2 separate regions of the Pan troglodytes genome follow, and region 1 is linked to region 2. The links are chromatin contacts, called in public HiChIP or PLAC-seq maps. All regions are on one chromosome and are shown on one strand. The core of a region is the stretch at or near the end of the contact, and the rest is flanking DNA. Distances in the headings are between cores, read along the strand shown. Region 1 holds the start of SEMA5B (semaphorin 5B). Region 2 holds the start of DTX3L (deltex E3 ubiquitin ligase 3L).

Region 1 (3,400 bases), core at 811-3,310, 450 kb after region 2:
CTCCTATATTTTATCTCCTTTCCTCCTCCGTTGAAAATCTTGACTTCGGGCAAGGTACTGGCTGTTTCTTTCCAAGCTGCTTTCAAATCTGCCCCCCTTTTCCGTAATCGTGAGGTCCAGTTATAAGGTTCAAGTTCCCCTCTTGCCCCTTCCTCAAGGTCATCTGTCCCGGCTTAGAAAAGGTGAGAGGCCACTGCTGATTGTCAAGAAGAGAACAGGCTTAAAAAGATGAGCTGAAGTGGGGAGGCCGAGGAGCAAGCAGGCAGGGAGGGCTGTGGAGAGAGGCCCCGAGGCCGAAGTGGGTTGGGGTGCCTGAGAAAAGCGGAAGGAGGTCGGATTCACTAGGGGCTGAAGGAAAAAGATGGGGTTAGGGCCAGAGAAGGTAGGATCGTGGTGAGGTCTAGACACAGGCAAGCTTCCAAACCCTCAGTCCCAATTCCGTTGGCCGGGAAGGAGTGCACGCCAGGGTAGCCAGCCTTCCCGGCTCCTGCTGCTCTCACCCCGCCCCTCTGCAGAAAGCCTGGGCAGGATCGCAGGGGTGCGAGCAGAATCCAGCGCTCCTCTCTCCCCATCCAGACTCGCGGCCCACTCCCGCCTGGCGCGGCGGGCAGTCGGAACTACCCAAAGACTGGGCTCGAGGTGGGGGGCGGGGGCGGGGAGGAGGGGGCCAGAACGGCGCTGCAGGTGGTCCTCCTCCTTGTTTAAAGTTTGCGGTGGGCAAAGGAGTCGGCTCCGTTGGGCCGGGTTTTCTCGAGCCTCGCCTTCTTCCTCCGCCGGTCCGGCGACCACTTCCCTCTTGGCTCCCGCCCCGCGCGGGTCCCCATCCCCTCTCCCGTCTGCATCCCTCTCTGTGCCCGAGCGCCCCCCGCTCCCTCCCTCCTCGCTGGATCTCCCGCAGGACGTGAGCGGAAAGTGAATGGGCAGCCCCAACCACAAAGACAAATTACCATGAGAAACATAAATCGGGAAATCGCCGCTCGCGTCCCCGCTTCCAGCTGCCGCACCCCTCTCCACCCTCCCAGCCGGGAGTGCGGGGCCCTGAGCCACTGCCCCTGGAGCCTGGTGGGCAGAGTTCACGCTCCGCAGGCCTGGTCAGGGCAAGAGCGTCCTGGAGGGGGGTCTGGGAAGAATCCGGGCGGCGGCTCCGCAGGCGGCGGCGGTGGAGCGGGGACGTCCCTGAGCGGGAGATTTCACACTCTGGGCGGGCCACGCGTTCCCACGCGCCTCGCCGCCCGCACTCTCCCTCAGTGCTGTTTACTAGCCGGCCCTCTCTGAGCCTCCATCTCCGCACCTCTGTCCCTCCGTCCCTCAGCCTCACTCGTCCGTCTCCTTCTCCAGGCCTGGGTCCCGGGTCCCCATCGCCGCTGCAGCCCACATGCGCCGACCACAGCCCTGGCAGGGCCCAGTGCAACCCGGACCCAGAGCTGGCTGGCGGCGGGAACGCAGCAGCGCTGAGGGCTCTCAAGCCGAGGTGGCAGCGGGAGGCGCGGAAGCCAGGGGACCCCCTGTCCTCCCGCCCGCAGCCTCACCTACCTGGCTTCAACTTGCCAGAGCCCGAACCCCTACCTCTCTACCCCGATACCCACCCGAGTTGCTGAAGTTTGCAAGTTGCAGCCCCAACCCGCGCAGGGGAAGCGCCCGGAGCTCCCGGGACTCACCTCCCAGCGGCGGGTGCAAGTGCCCGGTTCCCCGCGGCTCCCGACTCCCGGGCGGCGCGGAGCGGCGGGAGCGAACCAGATGGGCTGGCGGCCTGTCTGGGAATGGGGCGGCCGCGCAGGAACGGCCTCCAGCTCTCAGCGCTCCGGTGCAGTCCCGACCCGGGCCCGCGCCCGCTGCGCTCGGGCTCCCAGCAGCCGCTGGACGCGCTGCCGACCCGCCCGGCTCGGCGGAGCTGGGCTCTGGCACCAACCCCCGCGCTCCAACTAGCTCCCGACCCGGCGCTCGGAGAGAGCAGGGAGGAGGAGACCGCGGGAGCAGAAGGAGGGAGGGGGCGGTGGGGGAGGAGTTGCAAGCAAAGGGAGAGAATGAGGGGAGCGGGAGCGAAAAAGAGGAGGGGGCTGGAGCAGACCTGCCGCGGCGGGCGCTGCACCCGCCAGCCTCGAGGCGCGCGGAGGAGCGCGAGGGGGCGCCCTGCATCCCGCGGCTGCTCGGCCGACTCCCGCCCCGGGCCTGCCGAGTGTGGTGACCAGCCCGGTGGGCCGAAGCCCCTTCCCCGGCCGGCATTCCGGCGACAAGACCTAGGACTCCGAGCACTTGCCGCCGTTTGCCACATCCCGCCTTGCCGTTCTCGGTCACCCCATCTCGAATGTGACATCCCCGAGGGCCATCGGCGCGGCCTGCCCACCCCAACACTCCGGGCCTGAGGAAGCTCCCCCAAACCCCACTCCGGACTCCCACATTCCCCAGCCCCGTCAGTTCGGAACGATCTTCCTGCCTGTGGATTTGAAGGGGAAGGGACCTCGTGTAAAACGGGGGAGAGCCGTTATAACCTGCAGCGGCAGAGAGGGAGGCTAGGCTGCTGGGCTGGGCTGGAAAGCCAGAACTGGCCGGATTAGGGTTAACCTTGCAAACTGTGCGATACCGAGCGAACCTCTCCAAGCCTCAGTTTCCTCAGCTGTAAACTGGGGTTAGTAATACGCACCCTACAGAATTGTGAAGAACGAGTAGGGGATACGGGGAGTAAAATAACATCAGGAACAGTGGGAGAGCAGCCAAGAGATGAGTGATCCGGGGAGGTGGTGGAGCGTTCTCAGCTGAAGACGGAAGGTTTAGCGCAATCACAAGGAGCGAGGCCGAATTGTTTACAAGTTTAAGTGATCTAGTGTTTCTGATGGCTAGAAGGCGGGAGAGAAAGATGCAAGGGGCAAGCTTCAAATCCTAGCTGCCCGGGCTGCAAGAGGGATGGGAAGGGAGCCCTCTGCTGAACAAAAAATATATTTGAAAATGTAAAAAAAGGTGACCTAAGAACGAGTGAGAAAGACAAAGGATTTGAAAAATTAAAACCAGGAAAGTGTGATTCTAAGAGATAACCAAAGAGAACTATGAAATAAAAATAGATAAGTTGGAGGAAGGAAAATATCAAAAGACTTTCTAGAGTATGCCAAAAATTGGATAATTAGAACAAAGTCTGAGTGAAGCATTTTACATAATAAAATTCTGGGTAAAGGAAAACCCAGATAAAGCAGAAGAATTGAGACACTAAGAGCCCCAGAGAAGCACCTCCTCCCTGCCATCCTCCTACCCCTGGACCATGGCAAGAAGCAGTTTGACAGGATAATGGGAAAGAAAGGGTGGTTCTGAATCCAAGAAGGGAGTTTATGAGACACTGTAAAAAGAGAAACAGTGCAAGATCTCAAAGATAGACTTTCTAGGGCAACGGAAATGCTGAAACTCATAATGT
Region 2 (3,322 bases), core at 704-3,203:
TTCGAGACGGAGTCTTACTCTGTCGCCCAGGCTGTGGCGCGATCTTGGCTCACTGGAAGCTCCGCCTCCCGGGTTCACGCCATTCTGCTGCTTCAGCCTCCCTAGTAGCTGGGACTACAGGCGCCCACCACCACGCCCGGCTAATTTTTTTTTTTTTTTTTTTTTTTTTTTTTTTTTAGTAGAGACGGGGTTTCACCATGTTAGCCAGGATGGTCTCGATCTCCTGACCTCATGATCCGCCTGCCTTGGCCTCCCAAAGTGCTGGGATTACAGGCGTGAGCCACCGCGCCCAGCCAGCAATATACTCTTTTCAAAGATTTAAATGTACCTAGTTTGACATTTTATTGTTTGAATAGGTATTACATTTACATGGTTCAAATTTAGAAAATGTAAAAGGTTTCCTCCTGTCTCCGCTGCTAAATTCCCTGTCCAGAGTCAATCAGCGCTTCTCCTGTATTCTTCCAGTGGCATTTTTTACACGAAAGGTAGTAGCTTATACACACACTTCTGCATCTTATTTTTCCCACATAATGTATCCTAGAGATCTTTTCATGTTAGCACATAGAGAGCTTTTTCATTTTTCCTACTGCCCATTGTATTCCATTGTATAGATATACTATTATTATTAAACTGCTAGTCCCCCTATTTATGGGCATTAAAGAGTTCCCTATCTTTTGCTATTGTAAACAAGGCTGTAAAGAACATCTTTGTACACAGGTCACTTCACACAGGGGCTAATATATCAATAGGACAAATTCCTAGAAATGGAACTCCAGAACCAAAAAGTATATGCAGTTGTAATTCTGACAGTATTGCCAAATTGTTCACAGTAAAGATGGGCCCATTTCCAGTCTTACCAGCCATGTGCAAAAACCTTATCTCGGGCCTTTCTGCCGCCACTCATCCCTGCTTGTAAATGTGTCCTCCACACGGTTGTCAGCACCATATTTCTAAAATGCAAATCTGGCAAGTCATTTTCTTGCTTTCCCTGCTTAAAGCCCTTCAGGTCATCTTCACTGCTCTTCAAGGCTTTTCACCATCTAAATATGTCCTGTCCAGGGTGGACTATCAGCCTCACATAGCTACTGAGGCTACATGTGGCCAATCTGAATCGAGATGTGATGTAAGTATAAGAAAAACACTGGGTTGCAAAGACGTAGTATGATAAAAAGAATGTAAAAATCTCATTACATGCTGAAATGATTAAGTTTTGGATATGTCAATAACATCATTACAATTAATTTCATCTGTTTCTTTATCCTTTAAAAATATCCTAAAAATCATTAAAATTAATTTCATCTGTTTCTTTATCCTTTAAAAAGTATGGCTGCAAAAATTTTAGAATGAACCTACTGGCTCCCATTGTATTTCTGCTGGACAGTGCCCATCTAGGTAGGCCCTCCCTCCCTCATCCCCTCACCCATCTCCTTTCCTCCCAGGCCCCAGGCCCACTCTGTGCTTCAGACCACAGTGGTCCCTAAGCCTCAGGTGCTTTTCCCCCCAATCCTGTCCTCCCCATCTCGCCGCCACACTCAATGCATTAAGATTCTGCTTGAAACTTCCCCTTGGAGGCCTTGGAGAAGTTTTGCTCCTTGGTTCACAGGTCCGCCTCCCCTCACCAGCCCTTGACATCAGGGCCTTGCTCTGCTCTTTGAGCAGCAAGAAACAATTCAGTGCTGTTGGTTAAATCAAGCAATGGAGGAGAAAAGCCCGCAGAAGCCCGTCTAAAGGGTAGAGTTGGAGGGAGGGAAGGGGTAACAGGTCACAATTATCAGATGAACACATTCAAATTTTCAAAAATGGGTAAGTTTAACATGGATTCAGAATGTGAATTACTTTTTAGGATCAAATAATAGTGATAACAGCAGTAAGAGTTACAAAGAATAAGAAACACAGGAGAAACTTACTTTCTTTGCATAGTCTACTCACAAGGGAGGCCTGGCCCTGGGACCCGGGTCCGCGCCCGTCCCCCCTCTCCCCGCCCACCTCGAGCCTGCAGGAGAGGGGACCCCGAGGGCCCAGAGGCACCGGACCTCCTCACCCGGCAGGCCGCTCTCCTCGGTGCGGACAGCACAGGGAGGAGGGGGAAGCGGCTCTGCCGGGAACAGGGAGGGACCTCCAGGGAAGCGAAACTGAAACTTTGCGCCCAGTCGGCAGGGCGGGCCGCGCCTTTACGGCCCAGCTGCCTCCCGGAGCCCCCGCGCCCTCCCGACGCGCAGAGCCATGGCCTCCCACCTGCGCCCGCCGTCCCCGCTCCTCGTGCGGGTGTACAAGTCCGGCCCCCGAGTACGAAGGAAGCTGGAGAGCTACTTCCAGAGCTCTAAGTCCTCGGGCGGCGGGGAGTGCACGGTCAGCACCCAGGAACACGAGGCCCCGGGCACCTTCCGGGTGGAGTTCAGTGAAAGGGCAGGTGAGCTTTGGGCGGCCAGGCTGCGAAAGCCCTCTGGGCGCCCGGCCCCCGGGTTTCCAGGCGGACCCAGTTCCAGCTGACCTAGGGGAGAGGGCGGGAGAAAATATGTCACTGTGCGGTGGCGGACAGGGACGGGGCCCTGCTGCCAAGAGACTCACTGAGACAGTGAACACTCGGTGGAGGATGGGGCCTCACATGTGCCCGGTGCGGGTCTGGCTGACGGCGCCTTAGTGTGGATGCTTTCCATATCCTCATTCTAACTTAATTTCTCAGCTGTCATCTTCCTTCCCCCAGATGCCTGCCAGCTGCTGTCCTTGTCATTCAGGGATTCCACTTTTATGTTTTAAATAATGGTTCCATTGTTCCATCCATGAACAAAAGGATGTTCCATTTTGTGTTTTTGAGGATTACAAAAGTGATATATGCTCACTATAGAAATAAGAGAAAAGAGTAAAAAAGAAAACAACCTGAAGATAAACAATGTGACCATTTGGTGTATTTCCTTCCTGCCTTTTTTTATGAATGCCAGCAAACACAGGTGTATTTACAAAATTCGGAGTCTGCACTTTTGATTCCTGCTGTTGTCACTTACCTGTATAATGCGTATTGAAATGGGAGACTGGGCCGGGTGCGGTGGCTCACGCCTGTAATCCTAGCACTTTGGAGGCCGAGGTTGGTGGATCACCTGAGGCCAGGAGTTCAAGACCAGCCTGGCCAACATGGGGAAATTCCGTCTCTACTAATAATACAAAAATTACCCGGGCATGGTGGTGCGCACCTGTAATCCAAGCTACTCTGGAGGCTGAGGCAGGAGAATCGCTGGAACTCGGGAGGCAGAGAGGTTGCAGTGAGACGAGGTCCTACCATTGCACTCCAGCCTGGGTGACAGAGTGAGACTCCGTCTTAAAAAAA

Evidence for each region. HiChIP or PLAC-seq counts read pairs in DNA pulled down with a chosen protein or histone mark.
Region 1: an H3K4me3 HiChIP or PLAC-seq map of stem cell-derived excitatory neurons shows a contact between it and region 2, with 7 times the contacts expected there. The contact joins the promoter of SEMA5B here to the promoter of DTX3L in region 2. A contact is called at or near these places in 1 of 7 Hi-C or Micro-C datasets (stem cell-derived neural progenitor cells) and 1 of 1 datasets of contacts at active chromatin or transcription factors (stem cell-derived excitatory neurons).

Annotation. Positions count from the first base shown.
Region 1 is chr2:126,289,426-126,292,825 of NHGRI_mPanTro3-v2.0_pri, forward strand. SEMA5B (semaphorin 5B) reads right to left here and starts at 2,061. Exons shown (of 22, transcript XM_016941758.4): 1 at 1,659-2,061.
Region 2 is chr2:125,836,990-125,840,311 of NHGRI_mPanTro3-v2.0_pri, forward strand. It overlaps DTX3L (deltex E3 ubiquitin ligase 3L), which reads left to right and starts at 1,954. Exons shown (of 5, transcript XM_526285.8): 1 at 1,954-2,410. The coding sequence starts at 2,224. PARP9 (poly(ADP-ribose) polymerase family member 9) reads right to left here and starts at 2,408. Exons shown (of 11, transcript XM_001167453.7): 1 at 2,236-2,408.